2 separate regions of the Zea mays genome follow, and region 1 is linked to region 2. The links are chromatin contacts, called in public Hi-C maps. All regions are on one chromosome and are shown on one strand. Each heading gives the region's core, a stretch centred on a gene start, on an enhancer-like site or on the middle of the called end of the contact. The rest is flanking DNA. Distances are from core to core; before and after follow the strand shown. Region 1 holds the start of LOC103651601 (putative cytochrome c oxidase subunit 5b-like). Region 2 holds the start of LOC100279506 (OSJNBb0091E11.19-like protein).

Region 1 (6,517 bases), core at 708-3,207, 250 kb before region 2:
TACATGTTACCCCAGGTACGAAACTAACATTGGCATAACAAGTTACATTACAACCTTAGCTCACAGAAATGCAAGAACCAAATCCAACTTGATGTAAATACTCAAGATTTACACAAGGCCATTTGATAAGTGTAATATGAAAATTTTGAAATCAAGGCAGAGTTACATATCAAAACGTATGCAACACAATGCGAAATTACTTAAAAATGAGAGGTTTTGAAACTTATGTTGATGGTTAATTTTTTTCCATTCCAACATCGAACTATCAAGCTTTTAGTCCATATAGCATTGTTAAACAGAATACATTCCAAACAGCATACTCTTATGACCATACAGTACTTATCAAACCAAATATCAGTGTGACCAACACTGCCAAGATAGACATCTGCCATTCAAAAAACCATTTTTGTTAAGCATAAATGGAAATTTGTTTTTAAGTGTTGGTGTGCATCTCACAATTTTATTAGTGTCATCATTGCTTTTCACATCAGCATCTTAGCATGAGTATGCAAAGAGCATAGCACAATGGCTATCCCAAAAGTACGTTGAAATAGAAAAGGAACATAAGTATGAATATAGATCAATAATTTCAGTTGGTCCAATTGTAAACACAGGTATTGTGTGTACTTTCGAAATTGAACTGTATTGTTAGCCCATATTAGGCAGGATGCATGCCAGTTTTAAAAAAAAAATTGATACTAGTGGAAAGCAACTTGCTGAGAAGCAGCCAAGCAGGCTCAAATCCTCACAGCTCTAGTCATAAAATTAGCTAGAGAAAGTGAATGATTTGAATAGTGGCATAAAACAGTAGTAACAACATTCAACAGAAAACATGGCACAGTAGACAAGATGAAAAAGGTTTTTAAAAAATAACCAGAAACATGATGCCAAATTATCAGAACAATGTATCATAAACAGGGTTGATGTTCGTTATCCTAGCAGAGTAGTAAGAGTGTAAGACAACAAAGCATGGATACTGATGGATGAGGGCCATCAGGCACCATGACGTCCCAACATAGTGCATTTTCCCTAACAATAATGCAAATAGTTTGCAGAACAATGCAAATCTGACCACTTGCGAGTAGTTTACCCAATAACCCAGATGTTATCAAATCATTACCAGAACTATACATCCCCAGACGTTTCATTGCAATACCAATAAATGAAGAACCCTAATTATTTTATAATAAACATAGAAAGCCTCCATGTGTAATCCGATCCAGGAACATCAGGAAGAACGGTTAAATCTACTACGGCCAACTAACCTTGGTACCGAAGGGGCCGACCAGGGGATCCATGTCAAACCGCTTCTTCCCCTGCAAAACCCAGGCCAGATCGAGGAATCAGAAGCCATTTACAGGCCCACACCGGACGTGCATTCCAGCTCCTCCCTCTCGAACAAAGACCGGACCATCTCACCTTGAGCTCGGCCTCCAGCTCCTCCCGCTCGAGCCCCGTGGCGATGGGCATGACGTCCTCCACACTCGCCGGCTTGTCCCCTGCAGCACACCCAAGCGACCACCGGCACTCGATCAGCGCTGGACGCCGCCAGGGAATCGAGATCCGGGGATGTGAGATCCTTACCTGAGAGGAGCGGGCTGGTGCGGCGGAAAGCGGCGGCCGCCGAGGAGAGCGGGGCGGCGCGGGCTGCAGAGGAGGCGGACGCCGCAGGGGCCCCGGCGGCGGCGGCGGTAGCCCTGCGCAAGGCGGGGGCTAGGGTGTGGAGGCGGCGCCACATGGTGGTGGATGGGTGGGGTTGGGGTCTCTCGGCGGCGGCGGCGGCGGAAATGGAGATGGATGGGCTCGATTCGATTTGACCCGGGGACGGAGACGGCAGAGAGGAAATAAAGCAACCGGGGCACCGGACAGGGGAAGTGGCTGTTCAGGCGGCGGGACCCGGGACGGACGGGGACCAGGGCAGTGGGTTTGATGGACGGAGATCGGGTGAGCCGGCCGTGCGGAGTGGGGGACTGGGGGAGTGGCGAGGAGACGCGTGTATGTGTGACAGAAATTTTAGATAGGCTTGCAATAAAAGTTCATGCTTTGTCGATTTATATTTCTCGATTTCCTTTACAAACACATATACTCATACCAAGAATTGTTAATTTATAGTAACTGAGTATTTAATCATCAAAACAATTAGAAATACCTCAAAGTCACATTTCTCTTTTACCATTGGGGTCCAACGACCTCGAGATCTATATAGGAGCGGGAGTCAGAAACTTTTTAGGCTAATCACTAGCTGATCCATTGAATCTCTTCGATGGGCAACCAGACCATCACTCGATCTAACTCGTTATCAGATCACTAGGCATCCTACTTCGCCATATGCCCATGCCCTTTGTATCTACCCAACGAGACATGGAAGGGATGATGATATAAAAATACCAAATGCCCTTCTAATTGGCTCTACACAACACACAAAAAATCAAAAACAAGATCATAGACAACAATCCCAACAACACGGGTCATGCCCTTAAAAATGAAAGATTATATGAACGAGTCCACGAATTCTTTCAGAGGCTCGAGGACTAGACTCATCGAGTTCGCTTTGTGCATCCTCGGTGAAAACAAATGTGCCTTCAACGACATTGATATTGAACAAGCCACTGAAGTAGTGTCAAGATCCAATAGAGGCTCAGAGGCTACTATTAGTGGTGAATATTGTAGACATAATGTATCATAGGTTTGGCGAGAAGAACGAACCTCCAACCACCCGAACTTGCCCGACCTTTGACTAAAAGGGTCTGCCTTGCCTAGCCTCCAATCACACAAGGGTCAAGGACATGAGCAACTCTGACTTGCTCGACCCCCAACCCCCGATCACGAAGAGGTTGCGGTTTGGGCGTCTCCATCTAAGAGCTCCGACTTGCCCAACCCCGACCCTAAGGGTCTAAGGCCTGGGCGTCTCCGCCTTGTAATCCACCTTGCCCGATCGTTGACCCATAAGGGGTTGTGGTCTGGCCGTATCCTCCTCAAAGTTTTGCCTCAACCGACCTGTGAGAGTAAGGGACTAGAGATTTCCTCCAATCTCTCGGGCACGAGATTCCAAGGTCTGTATTGCTTCAACCACTACTAACATAGGACGTGCGAGCCATGCTCTGACATGGTGCAGGACCTGAATGACAACAAGAGAGCAGGTACATTGCAGACGTCAGCCGACATGACGTGGGGACTGTGACATCGACTCAACCACTTCCACAACTAGGAAGTCAAAAGTGTACATCGACCTACCCGATGCGGGACGTGACAGAATGTAACTTTAGGCTTTGGGATGACTCGTGCATGGATATAGTACCCTGACGGAAGATGTAGACATCAGCCACGGCGTCGCTTGACCGACAAGAATCTCGGTGAACAGATTACACGGTAGGGTCCAACCCTCATCCGGTTTGCCCAACCTCGGACTCTTGTAAGATAGTTTGCTCCCACCTTAGCCTATAACAAAATTGGAGAGGCTCATGCTCAGGACATAACTATTCTAGTACTCGAATATTAACATTCATACTCATACGTACTTGCACACCAAAGATTTGGGAGCTCGTTTCCTCTCTTCTCCATCTGTAACCCCTATGCAGAGTAATATGAACTACACAACTAGACATAGGTATGGGTAGACCATCGATAAACCCAAACGGGCCACATCCCTCACTCAAATTTTTTGTTCTAGTTGACCTTTTATCTTATTTAATATATCTACAAATATCTACTCCCTTCGTTTTAGTTAATTAATAGGTTTATACAATATTTAATGTATATGATTTATATATGTGTCTAGATTTATCTTCTTCCATTTGAATATAGACATAAAACTAAGAGCTAAAACGACTAATATTTTAGGATGGAGGGGGTATATGTTAGTAAGCCTTTATTCAGGGTTCCATTGTTAGGCCAACTCCAGCAACTCTATGAGTGCGGACATGTATAACAATGTTTTATACTGTAGATGCACTGTTTGTATAGATAAGTTTAAAATAGTGAGTAAAATAAAGAGTAAAATAAGAAATCTGTTGGAGATATTTTTATGCCACCTCATTTTTTTGGCCGGGTCCATCTCTCGACGTATATAAACTTCTTTGTCCTTTTTTTTCTACATCATCTGTTCACAGACGCGAACAATCACTAGCCGATCGTATGACCAGTGACCACACGAAACACGGCAATTCATCACTTCCATCAGCTGCTCCTGTACCTGCTGGATGGGAGCAGCCAAACAGCAGGAGAAAGAGAAATCCACACCTGCAGAAAACAGTTCAATTTTGTAGAAAAACTGTAGAAAACAGTTCAATTTTGTAGCAATTTCTAAATAAATGTTGGGTTCTGAATGATGAAACTGAACCAGAATGAAGAAATGCAGAAGCCGTGAACTGTTTAGCCACAAAACTGGACGGCGCGGAGCCCATCAAGCCCCTGCGGCGCCACCATGCGCCCGACACGGCTCCTCGCCGCCGCCTCCTCAACGTTCCGACGGCGCCGCCTTTACACTGCCGCCGCAGTCTCCACCGTGGCACCTTCTTCTGCGGCCCCGCCACCGCAGGGCGCCGTCCAGCCCCTCTCCACCCAATTCGCTAGACCATCCCCCGCCCGTGGCCACGGCGTCGCCGATGACCTCGCTTCCTCCCTCCGCGCACTCCTCGCCTCCTCGCCCACCGTCCAGCACGCCTTCCATCTGCTCCGTTCCGCTGCGCTGGATACGCGCCTCCCGCCGAACGAGCTCGTCGACGCCGTCCTCTCCACCGTGGACCCTGGCTCGCCGGCCGCGGTTACTCTCCTCAGCCACGTCCTCACCTGCCTCTCCCGTGCTGCCAGCGACTGCGCGGCCGCCGCGGCCGCATACTCTCGCATGGTCACGAGGGGCGTTGTCCCGGACGCCAAGTCTCGCACCGACCTGCTCGTCACCACGGCGCTGGGCGCGTCGGCTGCGGATGCGCTAACGCTGTTCGACGAGATGCGGGGCAAGGGGTGCTACGCGGATGCGAAGATGTACGACGTCGTGATACGGGCCTGCGTCAGGGGAGGGATGCACTGTGATGCCGTCAGGCTGTTTGATGAAATGGCTGGTGCCGGGGTCAAGCCCGACGAGCGCGTTTATGCCATCACAATCTCAGGTTTGTGCAAGCTACGCGATGCAGATCGGGCACTCCAGGTGTTGGGGAAGATGAGGGAGGCAGGGTTCGAGCCGTGGGAGTTAACGTACAGTTCTGTGGTGGATGTGCTTGTGAAGGTGAGGAGGATGGATGAGGCATTGCGGCTGAAGGATCAGATGCTGCTGGCTACGGGAAAGAAGATGGATGTGGTTCTTGCGACGATGTTGATGCACGGGTATTGCTTGAATGGAGAAGTTGGGAAGGCATTGGATTTGTTTGATGAGGTTGTCAGTGATGGTGTGACACCGACCAATGTGACATATGGGGTGCTAATCAAAGGTTGTGATGCAGAGGGGATGACAGATGAGACATATAAGCTATGCCGCCAGATGATAGAGCAGGGATTGTTACCGAGCACATATGAGTTCAATTTGGTGATCAAAGGCCTCTTGAGAGACAAACGGTGGAAGGATGCCATTGGCTTACTTAAACTTGTGGTAGATACTGGGGTACCAGATGTCTTCACTTACGGCTGTCTAATTCATTGGCTCTGCAAGCATCAAAAACTCCACGAGGCAGTCAACTTATGGGATAAGATGAAGGAAGCAGGAGTCAAACCTTCTATTGTGACATACCACAGCCTACTGCTGGGGTACTGTGAGAAAGGGCGCATGGATGAAGCACTCAAGTTATACTCTGAGATGCCTGATAAAGGATTCCCGCCTAATGAGGTCACTTACACAACTCTGATGAAAGGGTACATCAAGAAGAAAGCTTTTGACAATGCCTACGCCCTTCTTAATGAAATGCGTCAGAATGGAGTTTCTTGCGGCGATTATACGTATAATATTCTCATAAATGGACTTTACATGGTCAATCGTGTTTGTGAAGTTGATGAAATGTTGAAAAGATTTTTGAGTGAAGGTTTTGTTCCGACCACAATGACATACAATAGTATCATTAATGGATTTGTGAAAGCTGGTATGATGGGCTCTGCATTCGGTATGTATCGGCAGATGCGCAAGAAAGGTATAACTCCCAATATAGTAACATATACCAGTTTTATAGATGGTTATTGTAGGACCAACTGCTGTGATCTTGCAGTGAAGCTGCTCATTTACGTGAGGCGCGATGGCATTCAACCTGACATTGCTGCATACAACGCTTTCATAGATACGTTTTGCAAACAGGGGAATATGTCTCGTGCACTCCATTTTTTGGTTCTTCTGTTGAAAGATGGTTTAACACCAGATGTCACTGTCTACAATAGTTTTGTTACAGGGTACAAGAATTTGAAAATGATGGCAGAAGCTTCAAAGTTCTATTATAGCATGATCAAACAGAGAGTTGTTGCTGATACAGAAATCTATACAACCTTAATTGATGGGTTCTCAAAAGTTGGCAATGTGGCCTTTGCTTTGGAACTGTAC
Region 2 (6,932 bases), core at 2,231-4,730:
AAAAAAAGTGCTGGCGGCTTCTGAGTATGGAAGACATCAAATCTGAACTGATCCTGGACTCAGAGCGCCAAACCAAACCTGCCCCTACAAGGAGCCGTAAGACGCTAGGAGATGCTTGATCGTCCTGTCCGGATTACAATAGAGTCCAGTTCGAGTATATATGAGCGGTTGGCTTCTTCGTCGGTGGTGGAAGAACTTCCTCCACCGGAACGGCATCAACAACCTGGAACTGGACTACGATCGAGAACAACAAGGTCTGGACGCGCGACGTGGAGGTGGAGATCTGAGCGAGGAGAAGCAGGAGCACGAGATATTACAAAAATAGTACTAGGAGCATTTTTGCCATTAATCCCGTGTCACCTTCACCTTCACCTTCATCAGGTTAATATAAGTTGATTAAAACCCCGGTGCGCCGGCCAGCGGACCACCCCAACCCATACCCTTTTTTCTTCGTCACAACAAGAAAACACCCAACGCGACGCCACTGCAGCCACAGCCACAGGGCGCGCACGGCACGCGTATACCACGCACGCACACACCAAACCAAAAAACACATACCAGCCGTATTACACCATCGCTTGCGCGGTCCGTCCGGGCGTAGTGCACGTGGAAGCAGCGCTTACAGGAGCTGCATGAGGCGGCGCGCGGGCTTCTTCTTGCGCAGGCCGACGAGCGAGGCGTCGTCGACGAGCGGGCCGCAGAGCGTGCCGTCGGGCTTCATGTGGTAGAAGGTGCTCTGGAAGACGACGCGGGTGCGGTTGGCGATGGCCGTGAAGTCCAGCACGGCGCGCTTGTATCCTCCGGTGCCCCTGGACTGGTAGGGCACCTTGACCGTGGCGCGCGCCGCGTAGGCCTCGGCGGCCATGGAGCCCGCGCAGCCGTCGCCCGAGTCTCCCACGGCGAAGGCGAGGCGGTAGGTCCACCCAGGCACGGTGCGGACCTCCTGCACGAGCGCGCTCTCCCGGCCGCCCACCAGCTCGACGGCGCGCGCGCCCTGGGGCACGGCGAAGTGCGCGGCGTCCACGTACTTGACGGCCTTGGACGAGACGATCATCCAGGCGGGGAGCGGCGAGTGGTCGTCCTCGATGTTGGGCGGGACGAGCACGCCCCAGGACGCGCCGGGCAGGAAGTAGGGGCCCTCCTCGAACCCGCCGTTCTTGAGCAGGTTGTTTCCCCCCGCCCGCCTGGCGAGCGCGGGCGGGTACAGCGCACGGATGGCGACGCCGTCGATGAGCGGGCCGCAGGCCGGGTCCTCCTCCACGCCCGGGTTGTGGATGACCAGCGTCACCGCGTCCATCTTCGCCTTGAATGCCCAGGCGTACGAGTCCCAGCCGTTGCTGCCGTAGATGGTCTGCATCGGCAGCACGCCCCACTCGGGGCTCACCGACACGTTCAGCCGCTGCCGCTCCGCCTGCGCGCACGTCCGCGCCGCGCTGAACGTGATGGCGTAGTAGGCGCCGCGCGCCACGGCCAGGCGCTGCCGGATCGACGCCTCGTTGCCCAGCCGCACCGCGTGCGCGCCCTGCGGCACCACCAGCAGCATGTCCCCCTGCTTGTGCCCCGACTCGATGTACTCCACGAAGCCGGACGTCTCCCACCGCGGGATGGCGTGGGCGCCCGACACCACCGTGCCGTTCACCAGCGCCGACTTGGGCGGGCCATCCTCGAAGTTGCCGTTCGGGAGAAGACCTGCACCATTTGCATTGCATTTCGTGTCAGTTGTATGTATCGTGATGGGTCTGGTGGTGGGCCGGTGGGAGCAACAGATGTTGCAGTCTTTTGAGCTGACACTGGCAGGGTGCACGTTGCATGGCAGCGCAGCACCAGATGTTGCAGTCTGTTGGTTCTGCTGCTCTGTCGGTGGGGGGCTCAGGCTCACCGGCCTCGCGCTGATCGTCAGACGCATTCACAGCTGCTCTATCTACCACCACATCACACATATGCGTGGGGTCCGTCCGACGCATCTGAACACGACCAAATCAAACACGCATCCCCTACTTTTTTTCACAGCACCACCGGCCAATACTAATCGTACTTTGCCGAGTCAGCTTTATCATTAGTACTATAACTGAAGACGATGCTTTGGCGGCGGAAAATGGGCAAAATCCTTGTATGATGTGTTTGTTTGACGAATCATTCGATCCAAAATGAATTGATGAATCATGTGCTCATTCCTCAAATTTAGTGGAATGACTACATTCCATATATTAGTACTAAATAACTAAATATAAGGAATAATGTGGTGATGGATTAACTCATTTTATTACCCAAACCAAAAAAATGAGGAGTGAGAAGATAATGAACTAACTCAATCCTCAACCAAGCACCCCCAGTAATGTATTATGTCGACCAGACCAGCATGCGCTGGTTAGTAACTGAATAATTAAGAATTTTTATTTAGATGTTAGAGTGGTTTGATATAAAAAATCAGTTAGGAGGCGGGTGCCAGCCAGTAGCCCAGTATATATATATACATGCTAGCCATGCGAGGTGTACGTGACCGTGGGGCCAAGCGACAGGTGCCTACAGTACAGTATATATTTGCTTGCATGCTCCATTGGTCCTCTTCTATATATACTAATCAAAGCCTTGAGCGTTGATGCATTTGCATGGCATGATGATCATCAGATCGACCCACCACCCATATGCATGACAGCGACACACAGCACTATTCATTTTGTCGAGACGAGTGATGACGACCCTTTGGGAAGTTTCGGATCTAACCAGGCCATTAACTACGTGCATGAATGTATGTATGATGACGACGAGAAAAGCACAGTTCTGTGTTCGCTCGATCGGCTGGTAATTAATTCAGGGGCCACCGTATCCTCCGTCCTTCATCCGTTCTAACTTCAGTAACGTTTTATCTTTTTTATATGTATTTCTTTTACTACGTAAAAGAACATTCCATCCGTTCCAAAAAATATAGTTCTTTCTATCCCTCTTTTTTTTCCATCTACGTTCAAATTAAGGACAATGAATGTAGACATATAAGTTGATTAATAAATATAGGTTTAGTCTAAAACGAATCATTTTATGCATGGTGTCAGTGATACGATGGACGAACGTATACAGCGGAGCCGTGCGTATGGACAAAAGCGGGAGTTTTGCTTTGATACGGCTGGCTCACAGAGCTGAGCTATTCCGGGCAGCTGGAATTGGAAGCTGTAAACTGGGGTGTCCACTCTAGGAGCAGTACCCTAGCAGAGTAGCAGCATCTACGACTGGACTAGAGTGAAGAAAACAGCATAACGGAACGGTATATGACAAAGCTTAGGTCCGAGAGCTCTCACCGTCAGTGACGACCGCGGCAGCCGGCGCCGCCAGCGCGCACACGGCGGCGACGAGCAACAGCGCGACGCGGCGCATCTTCGCTCTCCCTCCTCCGGCTGCGCTGCTGCTTCTCCTCCTCCTCCTCCTCCTCTTCAGCTCAGACTCACAAGGAGGACCGCTCTCTGATGTCTCTGTGGCAGCTGCTGGAGCGGAGGACGATGAGCAGAGCAGCGGGGGCGCGTCCGCTCTTTATAGAGCGACCCCCGTCGCGGTAGAACGCCCACGAGGGAGGGAGGCTGCCTCTCAGTCTCAGTAGCGAGAATGCCACTGCGGTGTTGAACTGCAACGCGTGTCCCGCTCGGCCGCTCCTGCCGCCTATCGCGTGGGGCTCCGGAAGGACGGACGGCCGGATGCGCCGGGCCGAACCGGCGGCGCTTCCCGGTTCGGAGCCGATTCGGTTCATGCCCTCGTGGGGGACAGCCCCTGCATGTGGTCACATGGCCCTCTTGAGTCTTGACGCGCGCGTACGTGGCCATTTCCCAGGACGTTGTACTCTGGCGGTGGTCGGACTCGGGTCGGGGGATAGTCTCGTCATTCCGGAAGTTCCGGCCGTGGCGGTTTGATTGGACACCGCGTGGGGCCGCGCGCGCTTCGTCCCTAGCTAATCTGGTTGTCCGTTCTTCGGTTCTTGGTTAATGCTTGTCATCATGGCAAATTGGCAGGTCTGTTTTTTTATTAGCGCAGCGTGTACACAGCTCGCTTGTGTGTATACGCCTAACACTGTTCCATTAGTGGATACGGTGGTACCCATACTTGCATCCACCGTCCAGGCATCAATTAATCCAGCTGATCCCATATATATTATCCTCTATTAACGCCTTTTCGGAGCGCCAAACACTCAATAAGAACCGTGGCGGTGCTCTCTGGTCAGGCGCGGACGGTCCGCGTCCTGGGGCCGGACGGTCCGCGACCTGGCGCAGGGCTAGGGTTCCTACTTGCATTGACGGCCGGACGGTCCGCGCCCTGGGGCCGGACGGTCCGCGCCCTGGGGCCGGACGGTCCGCGCGTACGCAGGGGCGAGACGGAAGATCGCCGGCGGCGGCCTGTATCTCGCTCCTGGGAGGGACCCCATCGGGGAGGAGAGATCCTAGGTGATGTCTAGGCTCAGGTAGACCGACCTAGACTCTTCTAATCGACGTAGAGTCGAAGAGAAGCGGAGAAATTGGAGATCGAGAGGCTAAACCTAAACTAGACTAGAACTACCCCCTAGGATAAAATGTAAATTGTATTGATCGTAGATTCAATTCGATGATTCCAAATCGGCCGTATACCTCTCTATTTATAGAGGAGGGGGCTGGACCCTTTACAAACTAATTTTCGAGCGAATCCCGTGAATTTAGCTAACAACCGTAGCACAAAACCCGGAACCCTAATCTGTTCTGCGCTTGCGCGGACCGTCCGGCCTCAGGGCCGGACCATTCGGACCGCGGACCGTCCGGCCTCAGGGTCGGACCGTCCGCCGGCTCACTTTGGTTCCAAACACCCTCAGTCTAGGCTTGTTCGGTTAGCTCTCAATCCATATGAATTGAGTGAGATTAGGTGGGTTTAAATCTCAAGCAAGTCAAACTTCTTTTTAATTTTTTTCAATTCCATCCAATCTACGTGTAATGGGAATAACCAAACAAGTCCTTAGGGATGTTGATTTCCCTCCTAAATTATATGTAAGTTGAATTATGGTGAAAAAAAAGAGGGTAAAATATCACTTTAAAATCACAAATAAGCTTAAATAACTTAGCATTGAGTACCTTATTTCAACTTATCTGTGATACTAAAATAATACTTTAATTTTCTTTTATTCCATAATAATTTAACTTATATAATCTAGTAGGAAAATAAATATGATCTAAATATAGTCAAATGTTCAGGATCGATGGACGACCAGTGCACGACGACGACCAATCTGGGACATGCTGCATTGGCAAAGATGCCGCCAACCTAGCTCGATCGCCGGCACATGCTGCCATGTGTACATGCGTCATAAGCATACATATCCAAATAGACCCAGAACAGATTAGGATATACCGGCCTGGCCCGGATTATTAAGCGGTTAGGGTCATGCTAGCCCACAGAGCCCGAGCGAGGTCGAGGCACGAAACTCTAAGATATTAACCGTGCCAAGTCGATCTATAGTCCGACGGGCCTATAATAGTATATGACGTTTATATAATAAAAATACGTATATATGAAGTTTTAAACTATAGTTATTAGCTATAAATATTTATTTACGTCCACAAAACCAACAAAACAAACATGGTTCTTGTATTTATACTATATGTTCAAGTATAATATATGTATTTATATGAAAAATAGAAGAAAAAACGGTTCGTATCGTGCTTAGCCTATCGTGCCGCGCCTTAGACCCAAGCACGGCTCAGTGATAGAGGTTCAGACTAAGACCAAACAACCCGTGCCGAGTTTCGGGCCGCCCGACAAGCCCGGCCGCCCTAGACATCTATAGATGTAAGTCATGCGCTCCCCTTGCTTGCCGCTTGAGAAAACTACAGTCGTCTGTGTACTCTTAGGGTGCATTTGGTTGTAATGATAGGATAGGACGGGATGGGACGATCACTCAAATAAGGTTGTTTGGTTCAGGGTCAAAGGTTAGGACAGGACTATTCCAGTGTTGTTCCCAGTTGTCCCTTAAAATTGGAGGGACGAGAGAGGCATGGGCGGATTTTGGCCCCGGGCCACATGGGCCGTGGCCCGGAGCACAACCCAAAATTCCTCTTGCATATAGGTTTTTTTGCAGCCAAAAAATCTAGCATAAAAACACATTTTAGTCCAAAATGTGGCCCAAAAGACTTCTTGCAACGATTGAGCTTGGCACTGGCGGCCTCCCTCATTCGCTCGAGTCACGAGAACACATACTCTTCTAATTATTTCACAAACCTGCGCGACTGTGCTTTCTATGTTTCCAGCGGTGCGACCGTCTCTCTCCAGTCCTCTATCGCTCTCCACGCCTTAAGGCTCCACGAATTCGGCAAGAGCACAAGGCAGCAACCTCCGAGACGGTCGGGCGGGCTATGATTCAGGCATCCGCCGCCGCAAGTCCGGCCACCGCCAGTCCGCCTCCAGCCTCCCTGCGACCCTGTTGCAGTGTCGCGTGCAGCCTGCAATGGCGCCGCGCCACCGCCCAAATCCGCCCTTACGATTACATCTTCTCCCAAGCTATACAACTTCCTAGACCCGATTCCCTTTCCTTTCTTATTCATAGGCGAGGGCGGAGCGCCTCCATATAGCCAACGAGTAGCAACCACCAGAGCGGCGAGCGTTATGTGCTGAGTGCTAACTGCATGCTGCTATATGTCAGTGATTCTCACCTATTGTGAGTAATTGTTCCCGAAATATTTATCGTCTGCTAGTTCATTTTTAAACTAAAGCGCGAAAAATGAAAAAAACTAAGTAGTACATCATAATATTTGTAGAGTGACGTTAATTTTATGGAGCTCCGTCATTGAAGAGAGGTAGGCAGGGAACATTCTTGTCCTAACTGTCCTGCAATTAGGCCTGCTAATGGCAAAAAATCCAATCCACTCCCACCCATACCCAAATCTAATTACTTTGATATCCATCCCACACCCAACCAAAAATACTAGATG

The links. Hi-C and Micro-C count contacts between places; a contact is called where the count stands out from the background.
Region 1: a Hi-C map of tassel shows a contact between it and region 2, with 2.1 times the contacts expected there. The contact joins the promoter of LOC103651601 here to the promoter of LOC100279506 in region 2. A contact is called at or near these places in 2 of 25 Hi-C or Micro-C datasets (endosperm and tassel).

What each region holds. Positions count from the first base shown.
Region 1 is chr3:230,553,045-230,559,561 of Zm-B73-REFERENCE-NAM-5.0, reverse strand. LOC103651601 (putative cytochrome c oxidase subunit 5b-like) reads right to left here and starts at 1,957. Exons shown (of 6, transcript NM_001301466.2): 1 at 1,585-1,957; 2 at 1,420-1,499; 3 at 1,266-1,316. The coding sequence starts at 1,738. LOC103651600 (pentatricopeptide repeat-containing protein At3g54980, mitochondrial) reads left to right here and starts at 4,341. Exons shown (of 2, transcript XM_008677264.4): 1 at 4,341-6,517. The coding sequence starts at 4,424.
Region 2 is chr3:230,300,805-230,307,736 of Zm-B73-REFERENCE-NAM-5.0, reverse strand. LOC100279506 (OSJNBb0091E11.19-like protein) reads right to left here and starts at 3,480. Exons shown (of 1, transcript NM_001152506.1): 1 at 342-3,480. The coding sequence starts at 1,906. The coding sequence ends at 620. LOC103651598 reads left to right here. Exons shown (of 2, transcript XM_008677261.2): 2 at 1-7.